3 separate regions of the Gossypium arboreum genome follow, and regions 1 and 2 are each linked to region 3. The links are chromatin contacts, called in public Hi-C maps. All regions are on one chromosome and are shown on one strand. The core of a region is the stretch at or near the end of the contact, and the rest is flanking DNA. Distances in the headings are between cores, read along the strand shown. Region 1 overlaps LOC108456752 (probable manganese-transporting ATPase PDR2). Region 2 holds the start of LOC108461264 (thioredoxin F-type, chloroplastic-like). Region 3 holds the start of LOC108464023.

Region 1 (3,693 bases), core at 128-2,627, 180 kb after region 3:
TTAAATATAAAATCTTTTACCTTGGTTCGAGTCTATATGAATGTAGGAAATTTTTTTATTTTATTTCTATTATAGGAAAATAGGTACCAAACATGTTATCATATTTTCATTATTTAAAACAATTTTTATTTCTTGTTTTCAATATTTAAAAATAGAAAATGAAAATTAGAAAATAAAATGAATATATTTTCATGACGGAGCTTAGGTTTTTTTTCCTTCTCTCCCTAAAGACAGCTTTAATTTTTCATATTACCATTTTATATCTGTATTTTATTATGAATTATCTTGTACTGCTTGTTTTCTATTTTTACACAAATATAGATTGATTTTGTGTACATGTGTTTTTTAATTAAATCCAATAATAAGTTTGTTCTTTAAGAAAATTAACATCAGTTCATCAATGTTTTTGGTGATAGAAATTTTTATGCATACAGTTGTTAATTTGAATTGCTTCTTAATTTTTTTCATTTACATATTTAGTTACTTTAGATTGGTTCAAGGTAACAGAAAAGTTAATTGTTCCCAGATTTTAAGATAGCGGGAAAGCATGGGCCTGTAATACTCTACCTCTTTTTTCAGGCCCATGTAGGTGTTGCTCTATTGAATGCAGTGCCTCCAACTAAAAGTGAGAGCTCATCGGGAACATCTAAAGATGAAAATACGAAGTCATTGAAGTCGAAATCTAAGCCCACTGTAGAAGCAACGGGCAATTCAGAAGCCTCTTCAAAAGGAAAGGTAGTCCCCAGATCAGAATCTAGCAACAATGCAACCAGTAACCGGCATCTTAATGCTGCAGAGAAGCATCGACAGAAGCTGAAGAAGATGATGGATGAGCTGAATGAGGAGGGTGATGGTCGCTCTGCTCCTATTGTCAAACTGGGGGATGCCTCAATGGCATCACCATTTACTGCAAAGCATGCATCAGTTGCCCCAACCACTGACATAATTCGTCAAGGACGCAGTACCCTTGTGACTACCCTTCAAATGTTCAAGATACTCGGCCTTAACTGCCTTGCTACAGCCTATGTTTTAAGTGTGATGTACTTGGATGGTGTCAAGCTGGGTGATGTTCAGGCAACTATTAGTGGTGTATTTACAGCTGCTTTTTTCCTGTTTATCTCACACGCTCGCCCACTACCCACCCTTTCAGCTGCACGGCCCCACCCGAATATTTTCTGCTCCTATGTCTTCCTTTCTCTCATGGGACAGTTTGCTATGCACCTGTTATTCTTGATCTCTTCTGTGAAAGAGGCTGAGAAACACATGCCTGAGGAATGCATTGAGCCAGAATCAGAGTTTCACCCTAATCTAGTGAACACAGTTTCATACATGGTGAGCATGATGCTTCAGGTAGCAACATTTGCAGTGAACTACATGGGTCATCCTTTCAACCAGAGCATCCCTGAAAACAAACCATTCTTGTATGCTCTTGGAGCTGCTGCTGGTTTCTTTGTGGTTATAACTTCTGATATATTTAGGGATTTGAATGATTGGTTGAGCTTGGTTCCTTTGCCTGTGGGATTGAGGGATAAGCTCTTGATATGGGCTCTACTAATGTTTCTGTGCTGCTATGCTTGGGAGAGGTTGTTAAGATGGGCATTCCCTGGTAAAATCCCTGCTTGGAGGAAGCGCCAACGTGTGGCTGCTGCTAGTTCTGAGAAGAAGCTGGTCTAAGTGAACAGAGAATTCTCCCTCTGCTAATGATTTTGGAAAAGGCTGACACCGGTCAGATTATTATATTTAGTGAATTAGCTCAAAGATATGCAACTCTTTTTTTATTTATTTGATATTTGTTAAATCATGTTTTGCTTACTCCTTTAGGACGTGGAATCTGTCAAATGGTATTTTGCTCATAGAATGAGGGGGTTATTCTTTACGAAAGCATAAACTTTGATTTTGTTATTTTTGCAAAGCCGACTTGAAAGAATAGTTGTTTCAACACTTAAAAGAAAAACAAATTGTAGTTGAGCTCATAAGCCATATTTTGATTAGATTTATTGAATTATAGCAAGTCGGATACAGAAAATAATTTATCTTATTGATGTGTTGCATCCAATTTCTTAGGATAATGTTTTCTTCTGCTGTCAGGTCAATCTCATCCTCATGTGAAATGTATGAAGAGCAAAATTTTATAGTGTCTACTGATATGTTATTGTTGTCTAATAATGCATCATCATAGGTAAATTGAGAGAAGAAAGATCATTATTGTTTGGAATGATGATTTTGTATATGTATATATATATATATTTTAGCTTAATCTTCTGCGGAAAGGGATGATTTATGCTTTTATGGTGTTATTTGTCCACATTATTCTAAATCAAATTTGTTTTATTTTTTTTGGCCAGACATTTGTTCTAGTCACCTGCATTGCTTGATATTCATATATTTATTTCTATCTATACTATTATTTAAATTGTATCTTGAATTAATCGGGCATTACTTTAGTTAAGAAAATATTAAACTATCTTTTGTATTTAAAATTGGTTATATCATTTAAGGTTGGATTAATTTTGTTTTTTTTTAAAAGAAAAATGCATATGACGAGATTTCAACTTCTAACAGATCGAAAATGCTTTGAATTTAAGGTTTAACTAAAGTTTTATTTTAATATTTTTTACATTTTAATTTTATTTTGCACATTTTATAACATCCATTAATTATATCTGTATATTATTATTTAGATCCCTAATTGAATTTTATATAATAATTCATTTGGACATTAACTCGGTTAGAGAAGTTATTAAAATATTTTTCTTATTCAAAATAAGTTTTATTATTCAAAGTTACTTTAATCTTTTTATTGAAAATAATATAAAAATATACATGTGGAATTTGGATTCATGCCAATCACATTAAAAATTCTTGAATGAGTCGGTGTTATGAGTCAATTAGGCACTAACTTCATTAGAAAATTATTCAAATATTATTTTGTATTTAAATAAATTATGTTATTTGAGATTACTTTATTTTTTGTAAAATTGTAAAAGGTGGCATTTGACCCATACTAATTGCATTAAAAACTTAAAATTTACTACTCAATCAAAATTTATTTTAATATTTTTATACATTTTAATTTAATTTTATTATGTACATTTTATTACTTCCATCAATTGTAAATATTAATAATATTGTTTATTGAGTTGGTGTCACATTAACTCAACACCAACTAAAGATGAATGACAACACCATGATAAACAATTGTATTAGTTTAGTATTATTAATTTGATGTATTTATATGTTTAAGTTTGTTTTACTCAAAATTTAATCTATTTTTCTATTATAATATTGTACATATTTGTTGTGTTATTATTAATTAGTTTCAAACTATACGTCTCATTATTTATTGTGTGTTACTTTTAAACACACCTCTATGTTCTGAATACGTGGTTTTTAAACACATGCGCATGTGATAAAATTTCTTATTAATGATGTCATTGATTGAGTTAGTGTCACAAATTAACTCAACACCAACTTAGGATTGATGATATCGCCATGATAAACAATTGTATTGAGTTACTATTCTTAATTTAACATATTTACATATTTAAATTTTGTTTTACTCATAATTTAATCTTACCTTTTTTATTTTAATATCGTATGTATTTCATGTATTATTAATTAGTTTAAGATAAAATAAAATTTTCAAAATACTATATGAATAGAATATAAAATTTTAGAACAATATTTTAAGAG
Region 2 (3,605 bases), core at 587-3,086, 160 kb before region 3:
CACATATATACATATATATTCATATATATTTTATGGGTTAGATAATTCAGAACAAAATCGCTTTAGGGCTTCTGCTGATAACACAAAAAGTATTGTCCTCTTTGAATATCAATGAAAAGAGACATCATTAAGATTTTGTCCCTCACTTTGGAGATAGCTAAGGGACGCCTCTTTAATGTCTGAACAAGCGAAATTCAAGACCTCTATGAATATAAGAGGTCCATGACTGCTTGAAGCATGACCTCTATGAGTATAAAGGCACTTTCGACAATCATGGTACCACTTTGACTAAGAGGTGGTCCTTAGCTTTTTTTTTTTCAAAACTAAAGACAACCTTGAATTGTGTTGCTCTTCAGCAACATCTAAAGAAGACAATAGCTTATCGACACGATGTTCTAACGCTAATCATAAAAATTACCTTATTTTCTTGATTGCAATCGAGCTTTAGAAAGACAACGTCAAGGTATTTTTCAGATAATTCTTGAAACTTGGGAGCTATAACTTTGCATGGACCACACCTAAAACATTAAAAAAAGTCATGTAGATGCAAAACTAGTGAAGGCCAATAAAGTTATAACTATATGTATTCCAAAACTTCATCCAATTCCGAGCTTGTTATTAGATCTTAGAACTCCCTCAGTTTACTGAAAGCACATCTGACATAAATTTCCAAGTTATATTTAATTCATGAAATAGTCTATTAAACTAAAAGGCTGAGTGAAAAAGGATTTATATTCAAATGTTCTATCTGTCTCGGACCCGATTCCTAAGAACCTCTCCTCTATACCCTTAATAAAAAAAAATTAATGCATGAAACTTATTCTTAGATTCAGCAAAGCAGGCTATCACTGAATTCGGTTTGGGTTGAATTATATATGAATATCCTTAATTTGCTTTGAGATCAAGAGCCAAAGAAAAGGAAACAATGCACGACAGCTGTCAAGCTTCTAGAAGAGTGCGGCCATCAGATGACCCACAGGAAAATTCTAGCCATTGAATTAGTGGGGTGGGCAAATTAATGGCTTATAGAACCAAGGCCGAGTGGAGGAGCATCACTCTAAATACTACCAGTTACCAAAGTGAGAAACACTAGTCTGCAAATACAATTAAGATAATTGATATAATTTAATTTAAATTAAAGCATTGAGTAAATAGATTTCCGGACATTTAGAATTAATTAGGAAAAAAGTAAGAACAAACAGCAAACACAACCTTAACTAAATTCTGGCATCAACTAATTAACAGAATACGAAGAAACAAAAGAATGGGTACACGTATACATTCATATACGTACCATTGAGTGTACATATCGAGGACGACGGTTTTATCCCCCGCGGCGTTAACGATGGGCCAGAAGGTGTCCTTTGTAACCTCCGTCACCTGCCCTACAGTTGCTCCCGCTGTCTCCAGGCTCGACCTCACCTTTCCGACAACGCCTTTCCTTCTATTGTTCTTAGCGCTCGAAATAGAGTTAACGGTCTTTAACGATGACGATTCTAACGCGACGAAGGAATTCGAAGTGGAAGGAACTCTATGGGAGGAAGCGATCGGGTGTGCCGCTGTGCATGACAGTGACGGCGAAGAACGAAGTGTTGACGGAGGATAGACGGAGGATTGGAGGAGCGACATTTTTGAGAAAATAAAATTTAGGGGAAAAAAGAACGAAAAATAATGAAATCAATTAGTTGGACTTGCTGTGGGAAAACAAGAGAGTGACTAAATTTTATTATAGAAAAATTGGGAGATGGTTTCCATATAAGCACTATTTTACCCTTGCGGATCATGAGGGTTAGAGGAATGTAAGAGGACATTTCGGTCAGCTGGAGGAGTTTTTCTGAGAATAATGAGAGGTTCAGGATTAGGTACATTGAAAGAGGGGAAGATTTCATTTTTGGGATTTGAAAAGACGATACTAGACTTGGGATATTTGATGACAACTTCTTGAACGGTGCATGGGTAGGGGTGTTTTTGTCCCTTAACTGATTTTATGGGCCCAAAGCTTACTTCTGCCACATAAATGATAAATGTGATATCAGAAAATGAATAAATAATAAGGAGGAGGATGTACCCAAACAAGAATAGTCTTTCAAGAAAAAATAAAAAATTGTTCCCAAAGGATATGCCTATACGTGTCAAACAGAGTAATCCCCAAATAACTATCTAAATAACTAAATGGCACATTATTTATTTTGAATTGGTAAATAATTAACTTTTTTTCTACTTAACTTGATTCACAAATTTGACATAAATGAGTTTGGATTTTCATATTCCAAGTTAAGCAGCCCAAAGTTAGATAAAATTTATGAGGGCACAAGTACACTTGCTCATGGGTCGGGCTATTCGGCCCGGCCTGAAAGCCATCTCGAAATATGAAAAGGTTTGAGTAAAAATATAAACTTGAAAAATGGGTTTGGACAAAAAAATGAGGCCCATTTAAAAAATAGGCTGGGCCTCGGGTAAGGTATTTTTGGCTCGGGTCCGACCTGGCCCGGCCCAAATTCACTAAATGACACAAAAATTCTGCTTTTTTTTTGTTTTTGAATGTTATTTTCTTGTTGTTTTCTCATTATTTTGCTACCATATTACTATTAGTTGCTCCTATTTTGTTGTTATTATTTGGATATTGTATAAAACTTATTTTATTATTAATTTTATTATTATTTTAAAGGCATTTGTTAATTTTATTATTATTTTAGAGGTATTTTCTTGTTAAATTGCATCTATCTTAGTGCTATTTAAGTCTACATATTTTTAAAATTTATTTTCAATTTGTTGGAAAATATTAATTTTGATTTTTTAGTTTTTGATGTATTATATATATTTAAAAATTATATAAAATAATATAAAATAAATACTACCGGCCTGTGTTTTAGTATTTTTATTTGGGTTGGGCTTGGGCAAAATTTTAGGCCCATTTTTGGGCTGGCCTACTCAAGCCCAATGAATGGGCCTAAATTTTTAGTTGAGCCCAGCCCGAACCCAACTAGCCCGGCCCATGAGAACCTCTAGGCACAAGTAATTAACAACGCAGTCGCCAGCTATTATAATAAGAAAACAACATTCGCCTTAACAAATAGAGGTAATTCTAGAAAAATGTTGAAGAGTCTCATGCTTGAGCAAAAATGTCTTAAAGGTATTCTTTCAAACTATATTAACTATTTCACACACTATATTCTCCCTTGTTTCCATCTTTCATCTTCCCTCGTCATTGCTCTTTTTGTTGGATTTGGGTTTTTTATTCGGGGTAAGGTTCCATATTTTTCAATTTCTTTTGCTCCGTTTTCTTATATCTTTAATAGTTGGAAATAATCGTGGAAGAGAGGTTGAAACCTCTAAAGTAGTTGAGAGGAAGATGAGGAAGCCTCCAAGGTTGAAGAGGGAACCCTTGGTGGTTGGCACATTTAAATGCTCCACCACCGAAAGGGAAGTAAGGTGATTGCTTCGCTGTCATGGAGTTTTAATCAACCATCACAAGTATGATTTCAACCTCCCGAAGGGGTCTTATCCCCTAAGTGTCATTTATGAGCCTAAACATGGTGGCGAAGGTTAGGTTTCTTTTTGCCTCTTTATGTGTTGGAGGTGAGGTTAGGTTTCATCTTCCCCCC
Region 3 (3,748 bases), core at 1,004-3,503:
AATTCATCTTACTGTCTTGAGAAAGCAAATCAAACTTGCACATTCAATTAGGACATTATTAAAGCACATTGCAGGTTCTGATACCATTTACACAAAAATCATGTCATACATTCCATTTTTAAACCCTTCTTTTTTCTTTTTCTTTTTCTTTTTCTTTTTTTTTTAAAAAAAAACAAAAAGGAAGCTATTATGAATCATACACACAAATTCTAATAAAATATGTTTGTCAGGATTTTCTTAACATGCTTGCATATGTATGTGGATGCATATTTCAGAATATTGAGATCCATAAATTTTAGGTATGAAGTTAAACACAAAATGCTGTTTGTACGCAGCATCAAAAAATTGCATATATGTTGATGATTGTTTCTCAAATCTCAAACATCGGAGGTAATTATGATTTCAATGAAACAAAAAGAAAAAAAAAAAAGGAGAATCTTCAACTAGAATCATTGGAATAACCTAGAATCCGCTACAGTATACCGAGATTACCACTTAAGAAAAAGCAGGCAAGATTATGAAAATGAACAGCATAACTGCCTTGTATCAGCTAACCATGAAGACATATCGACAAGTGAAATCATTATTCTAACTTATCAGAATTCATTAAACAAGGAACTATGGAAATATAAAGGATATTAACACAATTAGCTAGGGAATAAAACCTAAACCATCATTAGATTTGTTGCAAGGACTAAATTTTTCAAGAAAATAAAATTACATAGGCTTATAAGAACTAGGGAATTAAGATAATATAAAGCTCAGACATAAAAAACACTTTCTCAAGAAATGGAAATGACCATACTTCAATCATGTGTAAGAACAACATTTTCAAAGACAAGAATAAGGACAGAAGTACGTCAAATGCAAGGAAACCACGTAAAAGTTACTAGAAATTCATGGGACACACAGCTAAATAAGTAATAGGGAGAATTTTAATAAAATCAAGTTGACATGAACATGAAGCTTAGCCTAGATGGTTCATACTTTGTATTCAATGGGTTTGGGATTCAAATCCCAGAATCTGCATCCCCTTCCTACGCTACGAGCTCTTTTGTACCATAAAAAGAAAAAAAAAATCAAAAGTTAACACCAACTTACATAGTACCTATCTTATTTATACGATAGTATAGAAAAAAGTAATTATGTTAATTTATGCTACTGTGGACTCTTTTTTATTATTTTTTTTTCAAGAAAGTAGTTGTGTCTAACAAGACCACAAATTAGTTAATCAATATCATCTTCCAAATATATGGAAAAACTTGAATTTTTTAATATACATGTCCTAGATAGATACAGTACTAAGAATAGCCCTAAGTCTGGTAAAATTGATGCTTACCAGCATTTCTAAAAAATAAGAAAAGAAATTGCTTGTAATAAATGCAACCTAAACAAAAGAAAACAGAAAATTGAGATGATTAAAGTAAAAGAATATCATTTTATTTTTGTATATATGCGATCAAATACTTGTGTTTATGTCTTAGAATTGAGCTATTCTATTTTTCACTTATAATCAAATATGTACTCATACTAATTAAGCAAACCCTTCTAGAAATAAAAATTAAGCCGTCCCTAGCCTGTGAAGGAAAACAAACGAAAAGCAAAAAAAGATAAAAAGTTTTAAGTAGAATAAACCTGAGAAATGAAGAGGGAACCCTTAGGATCAAAAGCGGTGCAATCACGGGGGATCTCGAACAAGGACAAGGAGAACTGCTTATCAACAACGCCGACATCGAAGTTGATCAAACCGGAGGTTGGATCATCGACGCGAATGTTAATGACAGGAAACCATAAGAAGAGTTCCTGTTGGGAGACACCAGACAAATTAGCGATCTTGCCGAAAGACAAGACACCGGAGATGTTGAAATCGTAATGGAGCTGGATCTCGAATTCGGAGTTGCAGGGTTGGGTTAGGTTGACGTGGAAACGGTTGGTGTTGGGGTCAATTGAGAAATCAGAAATCCCCTTAGGGAGGAGACCTATAGGGAGGCCGTTGTGTTTCAAGTGGTCGTATATTGAAGAAGGGGGTGAGTGTGCAGTGAGAAAGAAAGTCAGAAAAAGGGCGGGAAAGAGAGAGAGAATTGGAATTCTCATGTTTAGGCTTTAATTTCTCTCTACTTTTTCCCAAATGAAACAACTTCCTGTCTTCGATTGATTTTAAGGTTGGAGAAAGCAGAAAGAAAAACGGGAACCAGAACAGGGAACGGTTATTTTCTAAGGGTTTGGATTTTTCCACCACTTTCCTCTACACGCGCTTAATATTTTATTAATTAATAATAACAAATATAATAGGTATAATATTAAAATTTAAATACATAAATATATTAAAAATTAAATGAGTAAAAATTTTTATTATGATATTGAGTTAATTTGTGACACTAACTCAATCAACAACATTATTAATATACATATAATTGACAAAGGTAAAATAAAAACATATAAAAATATTAAAATGAAACTTTAATTAAGTGTTAAATTTAAAATTTTATTAATCCAATTAATATACAAATATAAATTATTTTAATATTGAAAATGAAAGTGACTGTTAAACTCATTTGTAATGATAATGCTCTTTCCATACTTGTAAATGATTGCAAGTTTCTAATGCTTAACTTCACCTCCGCCTCACTCAAGCATATATTCAAGGAGGAAAATCAGGTTAGCTCGCTTAGGGAGCAATTTTCCATAGGATAACTCTACCACCTTTTCTACTAGGAATCTTTTGTTTATTTGTAGACGCACTGTTGAAATTGGATGCATATAGTCCCCAACCTTATTTTGATTAATGATATCTACTCTATTTTTATTAAAAAAATACATAATAATATTTCTATATTTTTTTATTCAAGTTGATGTCCTATTAACTCGTGTCACCAACTCGAACTTAAATAATAATATCAATTATATAAAGGGGTGTTCCAACTTTTTCATCCCTTTATATAAATTTTATAATATAAAAAAATAATTTGAAGTTAAGTAAAATATACCAAAAATAAAATTTGAACTTGAACCATCAAGCACTTTAATTCTTTAACTTTATCATTTTAACCAAAGTCTCTTTGTTATCTTATATGAACTTTTGGAATAAAATATGTTTCTCACCCGCATCAAGTTTTATGTATCTATACTATATATTAAAGGTTGATTGAGTTGTTGTCACCCTTCAACTGAGTTTTAACTCAATTAAGAAATTATCAAAAACTCATTTATTTTACAAAGAAACAAATTGAGGGTATTTATATATTATTATATTTTAATAAATTTAGAAAATGCATACACATAATGAGAATACTCCGTTTGATTTTTGAAAATATTTTTTCATTTTCAGTTTTCATTTTTATTTTCACAAAGCAGTTTTCATTTTCCATTTTCTTAAACTATAAAATAGTTTTCAATAATGAAAATGTTTGATAAATATTTTCTACAATAGAAACATAAAATAAAATAAATAATTTTTACATTCATATTAGTTTGAAATAGGATACCAAAATTAATATTTGAAAAATTATTGAAAAAAGAGAGTATTTTATGTTTATATGAGGTTGAATTAAGCTCAATTCATTTGAAGTTAAAACTTTTATCTTCATCATTTCACTTTTACAAAGCATTCTTAGTGGAAACAATGAAAGCAACTTTTATTGTTTTTTCTATATTTTATTTTTAAAAATAATTTTAAAATTTTCAACAAAACATGTTTTATTCAATATTTTTCATTTTTAAGAAAAAGAAAATGACATTTGTTTCCCAA

Evidence for each region. A called contact is a pair of places that touch in the nucleus more often than the background predicts.
Region 1: a contact with region 3 is called in a Hi-C map of leaf, with 2.6 times the contacts expected there. The contact joins the enhancer-like site here to the promoter of LOC108464023 in region 3. A contact is called at or near these places in 2 of 5 Hi-C or Micro-C datasets (both in leaf).
Region 2: a Hi-C map of leaf shows a contact between it and region 3, with 3 times the contacts expected there. The contact joins the promoter of LOC108461264 here to the promoter of LOC108464023 in region 3. A contact is called at or near these places in 2 of 5 Hi-C or Micro-C datasets (both in leaf).

What each region holds. Positions count from the first base shown.
Region 1 is chr13:95,664,529-95,668,221 of ASM2569848v2, forward strand. LOC108456752 (probable manganese-transporting ATPase PDR2) reads left to right here. Exons shown (of 22, transcript XM_053023717.1): 22 at 580-2,029. The coding sequence ends at 1,674. Among protein-coding and RNA genes, the nearest start is that of LOC108456752, 12 kb to the left of the region's middle. Within about 2 kb of position 1,378, at least 1 of the 2 cell types and tissues checked has an H3K27ac peak or open chromatin away from gene starts, as enhancers often do. A contact at or near this core is called in leaf, where this site is marked.
Region 2 is chr13:95,326,851-95,330,455 of ASM2569848v2, forward strand. It overlaps LOC108461264 (thioredoxin F-type, chloroplastic-like), which reads right to left and starts at 1,837. Exons shown (of 3, transcript XM_017761054.2): 1 at 1,295-1,837; 2 at 419-518. The coding sequence starts at 1,629.
Region 3 is chr13:95,485,487-95,489,234 of ASM2569848v2, forward strand. It overlaps LOC108464023, which reads right to left and starts at 2,254. Exons shown (of 4, transcript XR_008277328.1): 1 at 1,636-2,254; 2 at 988-1,051.